Regions from separate parts of the Sus scrofa genome. Here region 1 is linked to region 2. The links are chromatin contacts, called in public HiChIP or PLAC-seq maps. All regions are on one chromosome and are shown on one strand. Each heading gives the region's core, a stretch centred on a gene start, on an enhancer-like site or on the middle of the called end of the contact. The rest is flanking DNA. Distances are from core to core; before and after follow the strand shown.

Region 1 (5,492 bases), core at 1,111-3,610, 46 kb before region 2:
ATGGATAATTTTTATTCCAGTCATCACTGGCAACAGTAGGAAGTTCAATTCAGCTTATGTTTTAATACTGGGATCCATACTTTTCTACATAATTATCTTGGTAGAGGAAGTAGTCGGATAACGTTTCAAAAGAAAACTCTTGAATACCTATTGACACTTGAACACTGCTAAATGTTTCTTTTTTGTCCTTTTTTTTGCCACTTTATTTTTAAAAATTGGTTTTTCCTGAAAGCTATCTTAAATGATTATTCTAGCCTATGGAAAAATCTAAGCCTAGAACTCCACAAGGGCTCTAAGCTACATGCTATACTAAACTTTCTAGTTTAGTTTTTTTATTTCCCCCTCAAGGACCTTAGACTTGAATAGTCTCAGCATTCCTTTAATCCTATAGAAGAGTCTTCTGCAAGTTTTTCGAGTTACTGTTGCAATCACTTTAGGGCCTTGTACATGGCCTTTAGAACAAAGACTAGGTCAAAGTAATGAATATTGGGTGCAAATTAATCAAATTTTGTGCAAGGATATTCTCAAACGTTAATGGCACTTTTTTTTTTAACCCAGAGATTTTGTGGGTTTAAATGTAAAAGTAAAATAAATGCAGCCATCGCCTTAGTTCAGACAAAAAAAAAAAAAAAAAAAAAAAAACCCACAAAAAACCCTCCAAAGTATGTTTTTGTCACTGATTTAAGCAGATACTAAACAGTAGCATTATGGTAAATAATATTTCAAGCTATGTCCAACATTTCTGAAGACAAGTTAAGGTGAAGATAGCTGAAGGTACTGAATGCACACCAAGGGACAATAACGAAATGGCTTCCTAAGTTCCAGACAAAATACTTTATAACTCAGCGATCTGAAAAACATCAGTCCAGACTTTATCAAAGGCTAGCCGTCGCTTCAAGTTGCTGTCTAGTCTAAGCCACCACTATTCACGACACAAAGCTCTCGTTTCACTAAAACCACTCCTCGATTTCCTTTTGCGGACCTCTGCATACCAGCAGGCCAGTCTCCTCATTCACCACTCACAAACTCGGGGGGGAGGGGAGACCACAGATGTCTGGAAGATACAAAGTAGGAGACAATGCTCCCTCCAACAGGGAACTGAAAACGAAGGAATCAACTACACCCAACTGCCAAAGCTTTCAAGTTTAGCGGATCCAGTAGCGGGCTTTGAGAACTGAACTTCGAAACTGCATTCCAAGTCCTCGCCCCAGACAAAACACGGAACGAAGTTGCAACGCTTGAATTTCCTTCGGGCAATTTCGTAGCGAGGGAAAAATTCATCTCGCTGGAAAGTGCTCTCAAAATCAAGTTTAGCTGGCATGAAATTATCTAAATAAAGAATTTCCACGAACAAAATTCTCGAAGCAGTCAGAGGCTGAGTCCGGCGGGTCACTTGGTAAGAGACAGTAAGCCAGTCGCCCTCGCCCTTATTTTTCCCAGGACCTTCCTTGCACACTGCTTTCACTCACCTGCACCGTACAAGAAAATAAAGGTGCTAGATATGGATTTTATTTGTGCAACTCCTCCTGGAGCATCGCTCCGTCTGCAATAATAGTTTGGATCCTCTACGGTTTAAAGTTGCTCCGATTTAAACAGGAGCCAAAACCAAACACACCAGCAGAGCATTAAAATAATACTAACGATTCTCTTAATTCGTCCTTAAGCACGAAAGAGGGACTCTGAAGAGAAAGTCTACTGGTCCTCTCCTCATGGCAGATGGGACCTCGGGTCCCAGGCCCAGCGCCTGTACCCCAACTCCCCTTGAAGGCCCGGAAGGCGGAGTCCCCCGTCCCCACCCCGCCCCCCACCCCGGCCCCGGCGCATCCAGAGGCGCAGGGTCCCTCCCCCAAACTCGGCCGCGGCCGGAGCCCGGGACGGAAACCACAGACCCCCCTACTATCCCCCGCCAGACAACGGAGCTCCCGAACGCGCCCTCGCGGCGCCCCCTCCCCGCAAGCGGCAAACCCGGGGCCCCCAAAGAGCCGCGCGACCGGAACCCGGGCCCGGCCGCCGCCCTCCGCCCCTCGGGCCGGGCCCGCCCCCGCCGCCTCCCCGGCGCCCCCAGTCAGCCCCCAGCTCCCCACCCCGGCCCTCCGGGCTGCACCGGGCCCGGCTTCCAGCCGCCGCCGGGACCGCGCGCCCGCGACGAAGTTTGGCTCCGAAGAGGAGCGGGAGCAGCCCCGGAAGGGTAAGGAAAGGAGCACCCAAGCACCTCAGGGGAACAGGCTCCTCCCGCCGCGGGAGTCCGACCGTCCTCGGCCTGCGGTGGCGGCTCGGCGGAGACCGGAGCTGCTCCTCGGACCTTCCTCCGTCTCCGCCTCCCCTCGCTCTCAGCTCCCGGAGCCGGGTTAACGCGGCTGCCACAGACCGAGAGGCTTAAAATGGCGCCGCACAAGGAGCTCTTATAAGTCGCGCAGAATCCGCTGTATCCTGCCGCCAGCGGCGCAGCGCGGAGCGTTCCGCCGCGCGAGGACAAGGGGCGGGGCGCGGGCGGGCGGCGGAAAGTAGTCCCCGCTCCGCCGAGCCGCCCGCCTCGGGCTGGGGCGGGGCGCTTGCGAGCTCTTCGGGCGCTCCCGGGGGTTAGAGGCCGGCGGCTGCCGGGCCGCGCGGGACCGCAGGACAGATCCGCCAAGGCGCTGTCGGCCGAGATGGGGCGGCCAGGGCACCCGCGGGCCGGGATGGGCTGGGGGAGGGCGACCCCGAAATTCTCCACTATCGGGATCCCGAAGCCCCCCGGCTCTCACTCGTCCAGTGCCAAGAGAGCGGACGCTGGACTGGCCGCTTGCTGCCCGTGGGAGGCGGCACCCGGACCCCGGCCCTACGAGGCCGAGCGGCACAGGTCCCAGGAGGGCGGAAGTTCGGGACCGGGCCAACCGCAGTGCTGAGGTCGGGGCCCGCCCGCTCCCGGCGCTGCCGGGCGCTGCTGCTGCCCCTATGCAAGTCGAGGGACCCCGGCGCGATCGTGCTTTCGCCGTCTTTGCGGTCTGGGCCCCAAGCTCTCTGCAGGACTTGGCTCCTAGCCGAGCCGCACATTACCTCCACGGTCTGAATCGTAGATTCCGCATCCCTACCGGCTTGAATCTGGAAGTGAAGTACCGGGCCGAGCCTCCTGTTAACCCAATCCCAAAGACTGAACTCGTGTTAGAACGGGCGCCTAGCCCGCAATTCAACAAGTCCTTAGTCCCTACTGTGAACAAATGACTGATAGAAATGGACTAGCTCTAGAGCCCTGTCAACTAGGTTAATTCTTACAGATTTCAATTTTATCTGGTTCCACTTTACTAAGTATCAATAAATTTGTTGGGGGAGGATTTTTCCTCGGAGGAAGTTCATGTATAGATATTACTTAGTTGAGAAATCCAAGTTGTTGTTTATGGAAGGAGCTATCAGGCAGCTTCTAATTTTTAAAAACGAATTTTCTATTCTTAAAAACATTTTCTAATTCGTCCTAATAGGCTGAAGCTGGGTCTTCGTTTCCCTTCGAAATGTCTCCATTGTAATCCAGCAAGATTGGCATTTGTCAAAGATGAAAAAATTATGATCCATTCACTTTGTCTAGTCTATTGTATGCTTATTTTTCCTTCAAAACAATGAAGAGCATACAAAAAGCAACAGTGAAAGTTATCTTCAGGCTTTTATCCCTGTAATTAATGCATGCAAACAATAGGTCTTTATGCATAGGTACAGACAGGAAACCTATTTACTCATTCACTCATGGAGTAGGCTATATAGTTTTTAGGCATAGCTAATGCTAAACAGGGCCAACATGTTCCTGAAGTAATTCAATTTTCCCCCATCTTAAAGATATTTTACTACACACCGAGGTAATGTTAAACTGTTATCTATCACCATAGCATGGGCCCCTGCAGTGGAAAAAGTCTGCACACTAAGATGATGTTCCGTGAGATCCATTGTCTAGAATGACTTTCTCATTTGTGTCTTTGCTAGTAATTCTGTAGAATTAACTGTAGCGGATGGTTAAACCGAATGGTCATAATTTGAACAGACTGAACAGAAAAAGATACTTCATCAAAGCAGTGTTTTGAATATGAACTCAAAAGTGTAAACGGCATTTTTCCGGTACTGATCCCCAATATTAATGTTCATATAGAGTTAAAGAATATATATTTGATTTGATTAAAGTCATATATTTAAAATCAGATGACTAATAAATATTAATTTTTATAGATGTTTCCTTTTTCTATGTTCAGTTTTGTTTTTGTTTTGCTGAATAAGACACACCGTTAAAACTGGTTAAGAAATATTTGTACTATTAGAACATCTAAAGGATAAAAACTCTTCTATATTTACATTTCTCTATTGGATGCCAAAATAATTGAAGCATTTTTTCAATTTAGATATCTCAATCTAAATTTATAATTAATATTTAAAGTCTCTAGTCATACTTTAAGCAAACATGTTCATAAAGGAAATGAAAAATTTGCAATAGTGCAGCAAGCTATTTTTCCCTTCAAATTTGAAATATACTAAAGAATTACTGGGTGACTAGTTAAATTAAGACAAATTAGTTAAATTTAACAGATTGCTCAGAATTTTTATTTGCTTCTCCCCAAAACCAGAATTTGCTCCAATTGCCTCACCAAAAATATGAAATGAATAGCTTCGCTGCAATGAAGACAGATAGTAAACCAACAAGAAATACAAGCATTCCTGATGAGTTGGTAAAATAAGTGATTTTGTGAAAATGATTTTTAAGAATTGACTTTGGCCAATACATTTCATGAAAAAACACTTGGTTATCTTTTTTTACCTTCTAGATCCAGCCATTTGGGTTTGACATATATTAATCCATTTTGTGAAACTGCAGAAGACAAATGGTTCTAAATTTCAGGCTGTGTTCCTAGAAACCAAAAGTGTCTCCAGCTGGCTTAACAGTGAAAGCATTACTTGTCATGATATCAGACCATTGGCACATCATGCAGTTGCTCCATGGAACCTGAAGGTACTGCATCCCTTCACTAAAACATATGCTTTTGAACCACTTTTTAGCCAAAGAAATAAATGCCCAGATTGTTTCTTCACTTCCCACAGAAATATGAATCAAGCCCACGTTGCAAAGATGGCCTGTTCACTTTTGGGACAGTTAATTCTATCAAATCCACTAATTAAACATTTATTGAGCACTAAGACAATGAGCTTCCTTTAAAGAGAGAAATAGATGACTGGTTCCTTTTGATTAGGACTCTTAAATGAACATATAATTGTAACTGGTAATAAGCCCTACTTGAAAATAAACAGAAACAGTAGAAAACAGTGAAATGAGGGTGTGGTCTCTTCTGGACAATCTGAATCTCCTTGGGAAGAATCCTCTCTCAGCAGAAAGGTAAGACTAAATAATATTCCATGCATTTATAAACAATGCATGCCGACTCTCAAGTCTTGTTAAAAAAAATTACTTCTTTTTGACAGCCTGCAAACACTGGACAATAATCAGGATCAGCTTTTCAGTTAGCAGTTCATCAAGTGGGCTA
Region 2 (5,542 bases), core at 107-2,606:
GAACCATGTTCCCTCCAATTCTAAGCCTCTGGGGGACCCCACACTGACCCCAGGGACTGTGTGGTTACAGTGGTTTCCTCCCAGTGCCTGTGACCATGCTGGGTTCCATCACCACCATGTAAAGCATGACACATCTCTCTTTTTTTTCTTTTTTTCTTTTTAGGGCTGGACGTGCAGCATATGGAAGTTCTCAGGCTAGGAGTCGAATTGGAGCTGCAGCTGCCAGCCTACACTACAGCCACAGCAACGTGGGATCCAAGCCCTGTCTGTGACCTACACCACAGCTCATGGTAATGCCAGATCTTTAACCCACTGAGTGAGGCCAGGAATCAAACCCTCATAGATACTAGTCAGGTTCTTAACCTGCTGAGCCACAAAGGGAACTTCTTGCACATCATTCTTGTCTGGGTTGCCTGGAGACCACTCACAGAATGTGCTGGAGTCAAAGTGTGTCTCTATGACTATGTGGCAGGAGCTGCTTTAATCAATAAACAGCAGCAAAACAAGAAAATAGTGGGATAAGAATAAGCACAGTAATTTCTGCATTTTGACAGACATGCTTTGAGAGTTAGCAATCCAGATTTAGTCAAATGCCCTTGAAATAAACCCTGAGCTTGGAGTGGGCAGACCTGGCTTATCTTGGTTCTTAAACTCTGGTTACCAAGGGTCATCTGCCAGGCAGGTGCAGGCAGTAGCAATATGGAGAGGGGCTGCCACTGCCTCTATCCTTATGGAAAAAGATTCTGGGAAGAATGAGCCTCCTAAGAAAGGGGCAAGGTGTCTGGGCAGAGTCATTGCTAGACTAGAGATAGGCTGGGGTTGCGTCCCTGCTCTACCATGTTCTGGCTGTGTTACTCTGAGCCAAAGATTTAATCTCTCTGAGTCTCAGTTTTCCCATCTGTAAAATGGGGGCCATAACACTTTACCTAATCATTGCGAGGATTAAAGACGACCTAACGCATGTCCAGCAGCTAATGATCAGGTATAACTCCCTTTGCCTTCTCTCGTCCCCCTCTAAGGGAGCCATACCCTGACAGAGGTCAGGCTGAAGGTCAAAGGAAGTGTGTTGGGCCACACGGTCAGGCATGAGGATGGCTGGACACCGCGGCTCCCACCCACGGCCTGTCTGCATCCGTGGGCGTGGGAAAGAGATGTAAACGCTGCCGGGCATCAAACATGGGTTAGACATGCCATTCCGCACCCCCAATGCATTTCAAAGTGCACGTCACAAGGCTCTGGTGGAAGCCCTGGCCGCCAGCCAAGGTCAGACCACAAAAGGAAGTTATTTCCCCACTGGAGCCGCCGGGTGGCCGGGCGTGGCCCGGGCACCACGTCACTGCAGTGTGTGGGGCTTTGCTGGGATTTCCTGCCCTCCCTTCCGCTCTTTCTCCTGTAGGCCCTGCTGCAAACAGCCCAGGTGACAATGCCCCTGCCAGAGAGAAAAGTCAGCTGTCACCTGACCCTTCGCCATGCCTCCATGTGGCCCTGAAGACACCTGTCTTGGCTCTTCCTCCCCTCAGAGACCAAGGAGAAGCTTCTTTCATCCACAGTGGATAGAAGTCCCATTCCAGCTGTGGAATCAAGATCTGAGAGGTAGCCTCAGGCTGAGAGGTGGCAGGTCTATGACGCGGTTGGCCTAAGTCAGGCCCCATTCCCGGCAGACAATCTGCAAATATTTATTGAGGGGCTGCTCTGTACCAGCTCTGTGCCCAGGTCTGTGGGCAGACAGAGATGCCCTGTGTGAGACAAGGAGCTTATGTTCTGACTGGGAAGACCAGACTGACACACGGGACCCGGGGGTCCTGTTGACCCCCGAGCTGTGCTAGTTATGCTCCAATGTGTGGGAAGGCGCAGACCAAATGCGGAGACACTGGTCTTAGCCTCAGAACCCTGAGAAGGCTGTAGAAGGATTCTGGTTGAGCCCACAGACTGTCCTCTAGCAGCACTAACTGCGCTAAGTGCTCAGATGGGCCCCCATGGTCTCTGGCCTCCCTTCCTTACTCGCATTGGTCTTTTTGCCCCACATTTTCAGCCCTACCTAAAATGTATCCCTTCAAACTAAGGACGAAAACATCCTTGCATTTGTGAATTAGCCCTTGCAAATACCTTGCATGAGAGGAATTACTATTTCCGTTTTGCTGTGGAGGCTTATCCAGCCTCAGGCATCAAACAGGACCCCTTACACCAATAGCATAATGTTTTTGTAGAGCACTTTTGGTCCCATTTTTTTTTTTATTTGACCACTAACAACTTAGCTCACGTCTAGCTTTCCTCATCCAGGGGCCCTGAGCATGATGCTGGGCACACAGTAGCTGTTGGGTGAATTCATGCCACTAGCAAGTTCCCTCTTGGCTCAGAGCTGAGCTCTCTATACTAATAGAAAGAGTATTTTTATTAGGGAAGGAGAAGGAGATCACTGTGGGATTGAGGCTCAGTCATAGGGCTTTGGAGGACCTGGAGCCTTGGAGGCAGGAAAGAGGGTCCTAGGAGGTCAAAGATGGACGTGGGAAAGGAGGCAGAAGTTGCCAAAGAGAAGCTTCTCCTGTGTTTCCACTTTGTTCCATGCAGAGGGAGGTCCTAGGATCTATGGGGTTCACGGACAGCCCCTCCCAGGCCATGAGAACCTCCCCTTTCCTTCCCTTACCCTTTCTCTCCCTTCTCCCTCTCTGCCTCTCAAACTCCCAAACCTCCTCCCTCCCTAATGACATTAGGCTTCAGCCTTGGATCTGGCACCTGCATTTTTGAGGCGATGAGAGCAAACCCTGACTATGTTGTGATGTTCTTTTCTACAAAACTGCCTTTTAGGTAAATACTTTTTGGGCCAATCTCACTGAATTAACTATCTGGGTCATTTGAATTTCTTCTCCAGGAAATAATTATGGCCTTTGGGAAATGTAAAGTGTACCGCAGCCCTGTGAACAGAGAGAAAGCGCCAGGCTCCCTCTCCCTACACCACCTCCTTCCATTTCTATGTGACCCAGGGAACCAAATTAGCAGTGACTCCCATCTCTGGGGTCCAGCGTCGCTTCGGATCTCTCTGGGGGATGTCCCTTAGGCGTTCAAGGTAGCTCTGCACGTGGGGGAGATAATATGCATTTTCTTTTCCGAGTGTGAGAGCAGTGACTTCTTTCCAGGAGCTAATTCTTTTTTTTTTTTTTTTTTTTTTTAAGTAACATTCTGCAGACTCCTTCTCCAATTCTGGAAGGTGAAATAGAGCAGTAGGTAGAGTCCTTACCACACTACAGTATCCAGTATCAGGAGGACCAGCACTGCTTCAGGGCTCAAGACAAGACAAAAACCCTTAGACCCCGAGGTGGGGAGTGGGTTGCTGGAGGTGGTCGCTGCAAAACTTGGTTATTTTGGTCATGAGTAATGAGAGGTCATAGAGGAAGACACTTCCAGGCCCTTCTCTGGCTGGGGGTGGGGGAGGAGTGCAGGATGCACCTTGAACAAGAGAATGGTTCCTCTTCATCATGAAAAATGTCAGATGAGGGGCAACGTCATCCCAGGGCAAAAGCAGACACCCTCTGGGTGTGAACAAAGATGCCTCTTCCCAGTACCCCTTGGGAGACAGAGCTGGCAGGGGGGAAGGTTTGCCAGTGGCTTTCTAGCCATCTGCTGGGATGGCCATAACAAAGTCCCACAAACTGGGTGGCCTAGACTACGGAAATTTACTTTCTCACAATTCTGGGGGCCATATGTCCAAGAGTAAGGTGTCAGCAGGGTAACTTTCTTCTGAGGCCTCTCTCCTTGTCTGCAGGTGGCCGTCTTCTTCCTGTGTCCTCACATGGTCTTCCCTCTGTGCAGGTCTGTGATCTAATGCCCTCTTCTTTTAAGGACTCTGCTGGTCATACTAAGGTAGGGCTCACCATGTGACCTCTAGTTTACCTTCATTAAAGGCCCTATCTCCGAAAAAGGTCCTAGGGTGGGGTCCTGGGGATTAGGTTGTCAACATATGAATTTTGAAGGTACAATCCTGTCTCTAATAGGCTTCTGGGGAGGAGGGGATGGGAAGGTGGGAGCTGGGTGACTAGGGAACAGAGGGGGCATTAGTAATTGTGCCCCTAGCTGCTAATGTTCAGAGATGTTAGGGCCTCCATGGTGCACTGTGTCATTCTGAGGCCCCTTGTTCAGAGGACACTGCAGGGAGCAAAGCTGAGCTCACTATGGAGGAGGGGAGGCCTAGGCTGTGGATCCAGGCTCACCAGCATGGCCTAGAGGCTGGTGTGCGTGGGTGTGAGGTGTGGGGGAGAGTGAGGGGTGGGGAGAGGAGCTGGGGCTAGATGTTCTTTCAACTTTACATATGGAATCTGCTGAGCGTGTGAATGCAGATCAAAGAACTGGAGCCTGAGCTGGGGCACCACAGGCTGTGCAAAGGCTTGTACGAGCAGAGCGACATCTCTGTGCATAGTTGTAACAGCTGCAGACGGCATGTTTGTATCCTATGGTCACATGGCTGTGAGTGAGAACAGCACCCATGAAGCTGGGCTGCAGCCTGCGTGGCAGGCGCTGTGGCTCTGATCCCAATGGAGGAGCATCCATCCAACTCTGCAGGACCAGTTTTCAACGTGACACCATATGGCAGCCACAGAAGCAATAGCAGGAACAAGATTGGGCAGGCTCTTGCTCTCGCTCCATCAGGCATTTAAAGGTAGGACTGACCTCTTTAAGTCTGTAAGGCCCAAGAGTATCGGGAGATGGAGATAGAGAAGGTCCAAAGGAGGAAACTTCTTCCAGATGAGAAGGGAAGATGGGAGTTGAGTGATTAAAGAATAGAAAAGATAATGGCTGGTTGAATGGGACACCCCAGTCATATATCTTTGGGAAGAGGGAACGTCTTTTGGAGGTGAAATTTTAAAAATGTGCACTTTTGGATTTGGGTTCCAATTTGGACTCATTGTACATACAAAAGCATATGTTCTATCAGTTGCTACTCACCAACAGGACAAAGTGCTGCCATTTTCGTGGACACGGAAAGACAGGAATTAGCCTCCAGAGACTTATTAATGAAGGAAGAGACGCCTGAGTCGTTCTAGCCACACTGTCCCAGGTCCAAGTCGCTGTCTTCAGTGAGGAAAGGCTGTCTCAGGAGGGTAGGTTTCTCAGAAGCAGACCCTGACACAGGGATCTGTGAGAAACAGATTTATTAGGGAGGTGCTCCCAAAGGAAATGAGGGAGAGATGGGGGAGCAGGACAGGAGCCGGGCAGGGCTGTCAGCCCACGCAGAGCCCCAGTCTGCGCCGGACCCCACAGCTGTGTTCTGGGAAGGTCACGCCTTGGGGTTGGTGGGCTTTTCCAGTCCCCAAACAGTCAGACCTTGGCGAAGGGGCTCCCGGGAGGTCAGGAACCTCCGGGTACTTGGAGTGTTTTGCTCTTGTGAGCAGAGTGCTTTCGCAGTCTGTAGACAGTGCTCCCAGGGGAGAGGCAGGCACAGCTGTTGGAACCAAGGGAACCCACTGCTGGGGGAGGGGTGCACAGAAAGGGTCCAAGGAATCAAAGGAATGTCTCTGGGATGAGCAGAGCTCTGTCCACGGTCCCACTT

The links. HiChIP or PLAC-seq counts read pairs in DNA pulled down with a chosen protein or histone mark.
Region 1: an H3K27ac HiChIP or PLAC-seq map of alveolar macrophages shows a contact between it and region 2. The contact joins the promoter of CTNNB1 here to the enhancer-like site in region 2. A contact is called at or near these places in 5 of 47 Hi-C or Micro-C datasets (embryonic fibroblasts, fetal heart ventricle, fibroblasts and 2 more) and 2 of 2 datasets of contacts at active chromatin or transcription factors (alveolar macrophages and skeletal muscle).

The regions. Positions count from the first base shown.
Region 1 is chr13:25,161,163-25,166,654 of Sscrofa11.1, reverse strand. CTNNB1 (catenin beta 1) reads right to left here and starts at 2,360. Exons shown (of 16, transcript NM_214367.1): 1 at 2,213-2,360. LOC106505576 (basic proline-rich protein-like) reads left to right here. Exons shown (of 4, transcript XM_021069211.1): 2 at 1,768-2,188; 3 at 4,581-4,682; 4 at 4,779-5,273. The coding sequence ends at 4,808.
Region 2 is chr13:25,114,230-25,119,771 of Sscrofa11.1, reverse strand. No RefSeq gene overlaps it. Among named protein-coding and RNA genes, the nearest start is that of CTNNB1, 47 kb to the left of the region's middle. Within about 2 kb of position 1,356, at least 15 of the 83 cell types and tissues checked have an H3K27ac peak or open chromatin away from gene starts, as enhancers often do. A contact at or near this core is called in alveolar macrophages, where this site is marked.